Regions from separate parts of the Mus musculus genome. Here regions 1 and 3 are each linked to region 2. A link is a contact called in public promoter capture Hi-C data. All regions are on one chromosome and are shown on one strand. The core of a region is the stretch at or near the end of the contact, and the rest is flanking DNA. Distances in the headings are between cores, read along the strand shown.

What was found. Promoter capture Hi-C pulls out the DNA fragments that hold promoters and counts their contacts.
Region 1: a contact with region 2 is called in a promoter capture Hi-C map of liver, with 2.1 times the contacts expected there. The contact joins the enhancer-like site here to the promoter of Samd4 in region 2. A contact is called at or near these places in 5 of 39 promoter capture datasets (the 3T3-L1 cell line, hippocampal neurons and liver), 1 of 484 Hi-C or Micro-C datasets (muscle stem cells), 2 of 115 datasets of contacts at active chromatin or transcription factors (neural tube and pancreatic cancer cells) and 1 of 9 other capture datasets (adipose tissue).
Region 3: a promoter capture Hi-C map of pre-B cells shows a contact between it and region 2, with 4 times the contacts expected there. The contact joins the promoter of Dlgap5 here to the promoter of Samd4 in region 2. A contact is called at or near these places in 5 of 39 promoter capture datasets (the 3T3-L1 cell line, cranial neural crest, liver and 2 more), 1 of 484 Hi-C or Micro-C datasets (embryonic stem cells), 2 of 115 datasets of contacts at active chromatin or transcription factors (large pre-B cells and pancreatic cancer cells) and 1 of 9 other capture datasets (adipose tissue).

Annotation. Positions count from the first base shown.
Region 1 is chr14:45,991,304-45,994,654 of GRCm38.p6, reverse strand. No RefSeq gene overlaps it. Among named protein-coding and RNA genes, the nearest start is that of Gm34499, 230 kb to the left of the region's middle. Within about 2 kb of position 1,839, at least 18 of the 459 cell types and tissues checked have an H3K27ac peak or open chromatin away from gene starts, as enhancers often do. A contact at or near this core is called in adipose tissue, liver and muscle stem cells, where this site is marked.
Region 2 is chr14:46,881,378-46,884,738 of GRCm38.p6, reverse strand. It overlaps Samd4 (sterile alpha motif domain containing 4), which reads right to left and starts at 1,774. Exons shown (of 13, transcript NM_001037221.2): 1 at 1,571-1,774; 2 at 1-340. It overlaps Gm34934 (a long non-coding RNA gene), which reads left to right and starts at 1,940. Exons shown (of 2, transcript XR_383407.3): 1 at 1,940-2,999.
Region 3 is chr14:47,417,126-47,420,615 of GRCm38.p6, reverse strand. It overlaps Dlgap5 (DLG associated protein 5), which reads left to right and starts at 2,209. Exons shown (of 19, transcript NM_144553.2): 1 at 2,209-2,507. It also overlaps the pseudogene Gm8353.

The DNA of each region.
Region 1 (3,351 bases), core at 590-3,089, 890 kb after region 2:
CAAGCTTGTATCTTCCTTAACAAATTGCCTGCTTTCTGTATCACAAACATAGACAACTGCTTTCATCTATCAACCCAAAATAGAAATAAAATTTACAGCCTGTTGTTCAAATTAGGCCAGCTGTGAATTCCTCTCAGCTCAGGGAGGTTTTATGGCCAACCATTCTTAAGAAATATGTGTTAATTTTACCAATTGAAATTTTATTTATGAAGAAATTCCATGTACTCAGGAGGATGGCATGGATAGGCTGGCTTTGTTGCAAATGAGTAACCCAGATCCTATAAAGATGGAAGAAGGGCCCAAGATGCCCCTTCAGTGAATGAAGCACTGGAATTTATTTTCCCACTGAGGTTAGGGATAGCCAAGACCTCATTCGGGGCCATGCGTCTATAACCTACCAAAAAGCTGGAAGACAGTCACCATTTCTGAGATAAAGCAATGATCTCTATGGTTTAAAAAGATGAAATACATAGCTAAGACTTGAGCGATTAAGCAAAGGCTACAAGAATTCATCTCTCAGCTTTACTCATTTCTGTCACTATTTTATATACACTGAAGCTGACTTCAGTAATGGAAGGCATCCACTTCCTTTATGTATGTGAATTATGTTTCTGGGGCTCTCAGCATGAGAGTGGTACAGAATTCTTGATAGGCTGAAGAGAGGGGCCACAGATTTTATAAGTGCCTTGTGCTTTTCCTCTCAGAACCTGCTTTTCACATTTCATTTCTTTCCCTGTCTTCCTCATCATTCTTTTTGTGGTCAGTCGGGTTGCCACCCAAACCCACAGTGACACCTGCTGGCTAATCAAATATGGCCCGACTTGCTGCAATCAAAGCAACCCAGGGAGTGTGTTAAACTAGCATTAACTACTACAAGATTCTTTCAAACTCAGGAAGGTGAGAAAAGCCTGAATGACTATGGTTAAGGGTTGTTTTGGAAAATCTTCCCGAGGCAGTAAACATGTAAAATGTAAAAACTGTGGGTTTCTTTCTTTTCTTTTCTTTCTTTCTTTTTTTTTCCCCCCTTTGAGAGTTTTAAGTACAACCTGGACCATGAACCAATTATTTAATTGTGAGATAGAAGTTATGCAAATAATTCATGGCAAGTCACTCTTTGTAATGTTTGCATCAGTCACATTTTTATTGCATATGGTAGCACGTAACCATCACGAAACAAAGTTCCCCAAAGAACAGAATACGCACATGGACGGTTCTTTTTTCTCTCTGACACAAAGGGTTAAGTTGTTAGACTAACACAGTCCTTCTTAGGATTCTTCACAACTTTCCCAACCTTTGAGGAAGTTTCTTTACTAAAAAATATTGATATTTGCTCAATTGTAGGGATTTTATACATGAGTAATTTTGGTGGGGTACCTTTTTGTGGATGTTTGCTTTATTTCAAGCAAATCCATTTCTGACTTGAAAGGACAAATTCTGTTTTGTTTTGTTTTGTTTTGTTTTAAAGACAACAGGGATTTTTTTTTTAATGTGGGGACATTTCTTAAAATATTGACATTTTTCATTCAAAGGTTAAACTCGAGGAAAAGCTTCTCCATACACGGGCTCATAGTTGAAACAAGAGGTTGTCCCCAAAGGCTTGTAGCAGCCGATGTGTACTGGACAGAATTCTTGGCCCTCTTCATCCTCGCTGTGTGTTCTCAAAGCCAGAACTTCATTTAAGCATGACCTTAGAAGATGAGTGATCCTCTCAGCATTTCCTGGTATTTGGGGAAAGGAATGTTTTTATTTGACTGCAGATGTCACTGGGTTTACAGGAAGGATTTGGTAACACATTCATGCCAATACTGCACTTACCCCGGATTTTTGCTCTGTAGGAAGAACACATGTCAAGGCTCACTGTTTGTTAAATGGGGAGGTTCAGTACACCAGAAGCGTCTATTATAAACATTGTGACTCCGTGCAATTTACAAAATGTTCTATCTCCATTAAACAATAAACCCTTGACCCCAGAGCTCAGTTTGGGGATTCTGTGATTCGAGAAGGTACACATAATGGATGGCGATAATAAATGAAGAGGTCAGAAGGTTAAGAAAAACTGTTTAATTATTTCTCTCTCTCGAGTGTGTGGGCTGCAGATGAAGGTGTGTTTCGTCTGCGGTCCTCCTGGAGAAACCCTGTACGGACGGGACCCACCCAGGCAGGCCAGGCCAGGCAGGGCAGGAAAGCAGGTTGCTGGCCCTCAGCTGTGTTTGTGAACTCGTCGTCTCTAGATACCCTTCCATCTCTGAAGCTTTGCAGCTTCTGCCAGGAGTCCCAGTGCCAGGCCCTGGGTTCATCATCTGTTTTCCGAAGAGTTTGGATTTGTTAGCATGAGAAATTCATTGCTCACAGTTGCTTCCCAGCTGTGGCACTGGTGAGTGCAGCCTTTTTGCCTTATTTATTTGTTGAAAACTATGTTCTGTCCTCTCTTGGAAGTTCTCTTATGTAACCAGTCCTGGATGCAAGCCCTCGGGCACTCAGTCTCAGGCCCTCAGCTTGCTTGTCAGTGAAAGACCTCCCCCTCGAGCAGACTCCTCACTTGAACTTCACAAGGTCAGGGTGTCCGCCTGAGGGCAGGACGTGGCAGTTCTCAAAAATCTTGCTGTTCTCCAATTCCTGCCGTGGAGAAATAGATGAAGTCTGTAGACTTGGGCTTTGGTTGGAGAACTGGGACTGGGATAGGGGGGGTTCTCAATGTAGCTTGAGAAGCAGGTGAAAGGACCTTCTAGAAGCTGTTCTGCCCAAAATTCCTTCAAGAGTCCAGTGTGTTCAAAGCAGGAGCCAGCAAGGAATGCTTTGTCGGTCTCCCTCCATCCAGGGTTTGAAGGTTAGAGGACACTTCTGTGGTTGCCAAATAAAGGCGAATCCTTTAGTGCTTCCTAGCTTTCAGCCAATCCCAAACACATTTACAGTAAATTGCTGCCTGTTTCGCTCCATCGAGACTTGTGGAAACCGGATCAGAAGCAGCTGGTCAGACAAACTTTGGCTTCTAAAGTCTAGCAGAAATGCATTGTGAAGAAAAGGAACCTGGCCTGGCTTTGATTGAGACACTTAAGGTTTCCACCCCACCTCCCCGATAATCTGGGAAAACAAAACAAAACAACAACAATGACAGCAATAGTAAACAAACCCAAAGCTAAAACTATAATGAAATAATGACAGCAATTTATTCACTTGTGGTCTTAAAGTGGAAGAAGGTACAGTTACCTTCACATTCCACAAGGGAAGAGAAAACTTACCTTTCCTGGATGTGTATGAGAACTGGGGATTTGAGTAAGAAAGTTCTGGATCCCAGTGTTAGTCTACCACTGGGTAGTCTGGGTGAAGTGAACATATCTAATCCCCGGCTTT
Region 2 (3,361 bases), core at 525-3,024:
CTCCCGAGACACGTTCTGGTTCCAAGGTCTCCGGTGCCCGGGCGCTGCAGGTACTGACTCTGCTCCTGCCTTGCTCTCCTCTCTCTATCGGTTCAGTTACGTTCTGGTGGTTCTGGTTGATTCTCCAGAGACGATGACAGACAGTAGCGCGGAGATATTTTAAAAAAAAAAAATAGCGATTAAAAATGTAAATCCCTCGCAAGGCACAAAACTGAATGAAGATCGCTCCTTCCCCTTTTCTCGTAGCTTCAGGATGGTGATTTCCGGCGTCCTGGGGTCTCCTCCCCGCTGGGCGGCAGCTCGGACCCTTCACACCCGCATTCCCAAGCGGCAATCACTACTGAAAGGACAGAAAAAGCTGCAGTGAGACCTCGGCACGCGGACTGGAGCGTCTAGGGGGATCCGGGAGTGAGAGGGAGCTCGGTAGGGGGTGTGTGGAAGCCAAGGCTGGGGGAAGGGGTGTCCCGCGAAGGGAAGTCCCCTAAATTCCAGCCGGCCTCTCCACACTCGGATGCGCGAGCTGAGCTATTGCACACTTCCTTCCCAGGTGCGGGAGGAGACCCCGCGGCTTCCTGTTGCTGCGGCTGTGACCCGCAAGTGCTCCCTGCACACCCCACCCGGAGTGGCCTCTGGGGCTGTGTCTGCGAACGCCAGCACCAGCAACAGATCCTCCCCGCGCTGAAAACTTGCAATGCGGCTGTGAAGGGGCGCGGGGGTGGGGTGGGGGCTAATGCAAAGCAGAGGCGGTGTCAGAGGCAACCAGGGTTCCAGCCTCCTCCTCCTCCTCCTCCTCCTCCTCCTCCTCCTCCTCCTCCTCCTCCTCCTCCTCCCCCTCCTCCTCCTCCTCCCTCCTCCTCCTATTCCTTCCCTCCTATTCCTTCCCTCCCTCCTCCCTCCTCCTCCTCCTCCCGGAGAAGCAGCCGTACGGCTGCAGCTCCATCTACAGCAACAGCCAGCATCTCCGCCGCCAGGCTCCCCTCTGGATTTAGGCCGTGAGCAGCCGCAGCGACAGCTCGAGACAAAAATAAACTCTCCCTATCCAAAGCTCGGCGCGGCTCAGTCAGAGCCCTCACTCCCCAGCGCCGCGCCAGCCCACCCGGGAGGTTTCCCTGGGCCTGCTTGACCCACGACCATCAGATGTGTGTGCGCGCGCGTGTGATTTAGGCATCCTGCCCCCGGTCCCCGCCGCCGCCTGCGGGCCGGAGTGTCCTCGCCCTCCGGTCCCAGGCCCAAGGCGATGCGGTTGGGGGCGCACGCCTTACGCAGGGACCGCGGGAGCCCGTATCACGGCTTTCCCAGGCGGCAGGGCGGACCCCGAGGGAAATGCAGATTCCTCCCTTCCGCACACGCCCCCCAAGGACCTCAAAGAAGAAAAGTTAGGTTTAGGGGCTCTATCGTCCCATCTCAGCTCCCGTGGCGAGGCGAGCAGAGACTAAGCGCCGGACCCTCTGGGGGCCGCTCGCTTCCAGCATCTGACACCCAGAACTTCTGGGTAGAAGAGCGAAGCCCCCGGGAAAGGGTCGGAGGAACCACTGGGTGCCTCGCCCGGGACAGCAGAAGGGACGCTCACCTCCACGCAGCTCATCCCTGCGGCTCGGGGCCCTGCGCGCGGGTCCGGGGCCGTAGCAGCAATCAGTGGGGTTGGGGGCGCTCGGAGCGCGGGCTGCGGGCCATGCCGTCGGGGCTGGCGGCGCGCGGAGAGGGCAGCGCTGCGGGTTCGGGGCGCTATCGCTGCCGCCACTGCTGCCTCCAGTGTCGGCTCGCGAAGGACTGAGCCGCCCGGAGCTCCCCACATGCTACTGATTAACATACACCATTACATCATGGGCTTGGCAGGGAGCGCCCGAGCGGGGGGAGAGGAACCCGGGCGGCGGCGGCGGCACGCGGGGGAGTCGGGGGAGGGGGGGAGGATCCCCGGGCCCGGCGGGCGGCGGGTTGGGGGGAGGGACGGATTCCTAAGCCCGGGCCATAGAGGAGGAGGGAGCCAAGTGGGAGGAGCGGAAGAGCGCAGATTGGAAGATCTGCGTAGAGAAACACAGAAGTTTGGGGAAGGGGAGGGGTCCGGGTGAATTCCTCTCGGCTGCCACCCGCGTGTTCTACAACGGCCAGGGCACCGGAGCCTCCGGAGCTGGGACAGGAGTGAATCCCAACGGAGCTGGACTGGAGCGAGAACGGTGCTGCCACCCGCCGCTCGCCCTTGGGAATGTGGCTCCCCAGGTCCAGTGACCCTTTGGCCTGGGACCTGTGGGTGGCTGACTGGTCCCGTGGGTGACTGACTGGTGTAGACCGTAAACACCCGGAGTCACTGTCTCTGGGGGCTTGGACGGATTCCTGGGGTCTGGGACGCATGAAGTAGCAGAGGGCGGCGAAGGGCACAACGCGCAGGGCTAGATGTGTCTGGCCGCGGTGCTCCACGAGGCCCTTGTCTAGGAGAAGCAAGCAGAGCCTGGTCGATCACCCTCAGCCCAAGTCCGGCGCTGGATGCCCTTTATTTTTGCAGTCCTCCATACCCGCCTCAGGCCTCGCTTTCCCGAGAGGAGGAGGCGGACTTCGGGAGCCTGATCTCAAGCTATGCTTGGCGCGCGGCTGTGGCTTGTGGCCTGGAGCTGTGGCCCCAGGCGCCCTGGGCGACGGGGAGGCGTGGCGAGACCACCTGTCAGCACCACGGAGTTTGGGGGACGCGGCTTTCACCTGTGCCTGCAGAGGGCGGGGCCAGAGGCTGGGCCGGGATTTGTCGCTGGAAGCTCTAGGTCGCCTACTATAAAATGCTTGCATGGGTCAATTACCCAAAAGAAGGGTTGACTAAAAATACCCTAAAGCCTAGACATTTCTGCATCTTCTAATGCGAACGGTCACAAAGGGACTGGCCAAAATCCAGCCTGTTTCAGAAGAAACACCGAGCCTTCGAATTTGTTTTCCAGAGACTTGGGAGCATTTATAAACGAGAGCTGGAAAAGCAAACGTGGGTCTGCCCTGCTCTAGCTAGCACAGTTTTAAAGGTAAAGTGTCCAAGGCCTTATTCCTCCACCTTTCAGCTCCCACACTAGCATCTGGATTTCCAATCCTTTCTTCTACCCTGCTCCTCGGATTTCATGTCTGTCTCGTGTAGGTCCTGTCAGTGTGACAACACCTCCCATCTCTTAGGGTAGTGAAAGGGCTTGTGGGGAGGCACAATGTTTTGCCAATGTTTCCATCACAACCGAGTGTGTGAAGTTTTTAAAGTTCATTATTAACCACCTAGGGGAGGTATCCGCATAACTTGATGAATAGTTTGCTCTATTTAGGAAACACTAGTCCCGGAGTCAGTGTTTGACTTTTGATTTTTTTTTAAATTATTATTATCAAAGAAGCAGGACAGCTT
Region 3 (3,490 bases), core at 960-3,459, 540 kb before region 2:
CTGAGGGATGCTGGGGGAACCCGGAGGCCAGGTCCACCTGACAAGTAAAATATGCACCTCAGCCCCTTGTCCTGGGGTCTGAAACCACACCTCTGGGTCTACTGACACATGGAGCTTGGTCCTGAGGAGGAGCTCAGATCAGAGCTTCCTCTGCCAAGTTCCTATCTTACAGGTATTATATTCCAAGTCACACAGATGGATTTTAAGTTACACAAAATGTTTCCACTTGCGTTCCTAACAGTTTTGTTTTGATTGAGATAGGATCTCACTGTCCCGAACTCTCTGTCTAGCAGGCTGGCGTAGACCACAAACTCCAGACTGATGGGATTAAATTCATATACAGTATAGTCTCCGCATTTTCCTTTTTTTAAGCTTACTTATTGAATGTTTTAAGGTTTATTTTGGTTTTTCGGAGTAACTGCCGAGATGGCCGAAGTGGAGCAGCAGAAGAAGTGGACCTTCTGCAAGTTCACCTACGGTGGCGGTGGCGTGGACCTCGATATGACCTATGAGCAGCTGATGCAGTTGTACAGCACCCGCCAGAGGCGGCGCCTGAACCTTGGCCTGCGGCGGAAGCAGAACTAACTGCTCAAGCCCTTGAGAAAGGCCAAGAAGGAGGCGCCACCTATGGAGAAGCCCGAGGTGGTGAAGACAAACCTGAGGGGACATGATCATCCTGCCCAAAATGGTGGGCAGCATGGTGGGCGTGTACAATGGCAAGACCTTCAACTAGGTGGAGCTCAAACCAGAGATGATAGGCCACTACCTGGGCGAGTTCTCCATCACCTACAAACCTGTGAAGCACGGCCGCCGCCCGGGATCGGTGCCACCCACTCCTCCCGATTCACTCCCCTCAAGTAGCCGAGGCCAATAGAGACTCAGTTTTGGGTCCCTGGGTGGTGGTGGTGGGTTAAGATTTATTTTGTTTTCTGCCTATGAGTGTTTTGCCCACAGAGGTCAGAATGTGATGGATCTTTTAGAACTGGAGTTACAGAGAGTTGTGAGCCACCACGTGGGTGCCTGGGTTTTCTGCCAGGGCAAGAAAGTGCTCTCAACTGCCAAGCAACTCTCCAGCCCCCAGTCTCAGCTATTTTAAAACAACAGTGAAACCCAAACAGGAACCACATTGTCACACACTGTTACTACGTCTTAAGGTGTCTTTTAACACCTTACAAGAACAGGTTTGTTTCCTGCAAACCATGTTTTTCAACCTATGCTGAACTTGTGACCCCATGATGTACGCCCACCCCTTTGCCTTGTTAAGTTCCTGAACACCTGTGATGACTCCCCTTCCACATGCTGTGTTCTTGCATTTATCTACCCCATAGGTAGCCTTGAACCCCGAGTGGCTCACTCTCCCGCTGGCCCAGATGCTAAAGGCACTAAGAGTCAGTTATCTCCAACGGCTCTTTTTTTTTTTTTTTTTTTTTTTTTTTTAGCAACCCTGACCCATTCCCATAAAAAGAACCTCAAAAGCCAGTGAGGGGCTGCTCTCTGAAATCTCCACTTTGGGAGACCGCAGCTGGCTGGCCAGTTTGCTTTAATCAGATATAGCTTGCTTTAATCAGCCACTCGCGAAATTGGTGTTTCTTTCCCCCATCAGATCTAACATAACCATGAATATTATGTCAGTTACCTATCTTCATCTTTCTCTTTGTATGTCCCAGAGGTCTCAGTGCTGCTATAGAGCTGCAGGCAGCTGGTCCTCTTTCCCAAGATGTTGGCAGGGAAAAAGCAAAAGCCAAACTTACAAACTCTTTCCTAATTTATCTTCCCGGTGTCTACTGGATACCGATCAGTCTACAAACACATGGTCAGCACAGCTGTCCTGGCCCAGGCGTTTTTGTTTTCTTGATATCTCATGGGATGTGTGCCTTCGTTTATGTGTCTGTTAGAAATCTCAGTTGATTTCTAAGGCAGACGTTAATTTTGCCTTAGAAAAGAAGGAGAAATGGAATAAATGATCTCGTTTAACTTAAAACCTTTGCCTTTTTTTAGCGTGGATGCTCAGCCCGTAATCCCAGCAGCACTCAGTGACAGGCAGGAGCATCTCGGTGAGTTCGAGGCCAGCCTTGTCTACATAGTGAGTTCCCAGACATAGTGAGACCTTGTCTTAAAAACCAAAACAAACAAACAAACAAACAAACACGTTTAAAAGGAAAGAAGAAAACCGGCCTGAAGAGCCAACAAGTGCGGCCCGCCCCACTGAGTTTATAGTGTGTCGCTGCCACGCCTAGCGGGTTTACCGCCTCCCTCCTCCCCCTCGCCCTCCCGCTCCCAACCCTTTGCCTTCCAAACAATTTAAATGTCGCACAGAACCAACCTATCGCAAGCCTCGTTCGAGGGGAAGGGGCGGGAGCTTCCGGAAGTGTTGGCAAAAGTCCCTCCAATCAGCGGCTGGCAGCGGGAAATTTCAGTTCCGTGAAGGGTCGGTCCGGGAGTTCCTTCTGCGGATCGGTGGAGTTTTCTGTGTTGCGACATTGTTGTGGATCCAGAAACTGCTTCAGGTAAGTGGGATCAAGAGTTCAAGGTCCTCCGTGGCTGCATACCAGCTCGAGAATGGCCTGGGACGAGACTGTCCCGAAAAAATTTAAAAATGGCCTAGGTGAGATGGCTCAACAGTTAGGAAGGAGCACTTGTTTGCAGAGTTAGCTTCCCAGCATCCCACGTAGGGCAGGTCACAAACTCCTTGTAGCTCCAGCGTCAAGAGGTCCGACACCCTCTACTGGACACCAGTATGCATCCACCCCAACACAGAAATAGACATACACATAAACAACAAGAAAAAAAACCTTTGGAAAAAATTGGCATGAAAAATGTAGATTATCCTAAAGCATTGACAGCGTATTAGAGATGAGACTCTACCCGACCTGTATGCTAGTAACCTCCCAAAATAGCCCACAAGTGTCAGTGGATTCTGCTTTTCCTGAAGACGCTGTCATTTCTCTCTAACCTGCTGTAAGTATTAGACGGAGAATCTTAAGATGAGTGCACAGGCAGGGGAGCTGACCTGAGAGGTCCACTTGACCATCACCATGACACAAGCCATTAGAGAAGAAGGACCTCAGTTGAGGAAATGACGACATGAGGTCCAGCTGTAAGGCATTTTCTCAGTTAATGATTAATGGGGAAGGGCCCAGCATCTTGTGGGTGGCAGCCATCCCTGGGCTGCAATCCTTGGTTCTGTAAGAAAGTGAAGCAAGCCAGTAAGAAGGGTCACTCTGTGGCCTCAGCACCAGCTCCTGCCTCCAGGTTCCAGCCTTGCTTGAGTTCCAGTCCTGACTTCCTTTGATGATGAATAGCAAAGTGGAAGTGTGAGCTGAATAAGCCCTTTCCTCCCCAACTTGCTTTTAGGTCATGGTGTTTTGTTGCAGCAATTGACACCCTGTCTAAGACAACCGTGTTAACAAGTTTTGCTTAAACTCTTTCTCTAGTAGTTGTGTTTGACACTTTCTCTCTTTTCCTTTTTTTCTTTTGGTGGGGAGAGGAT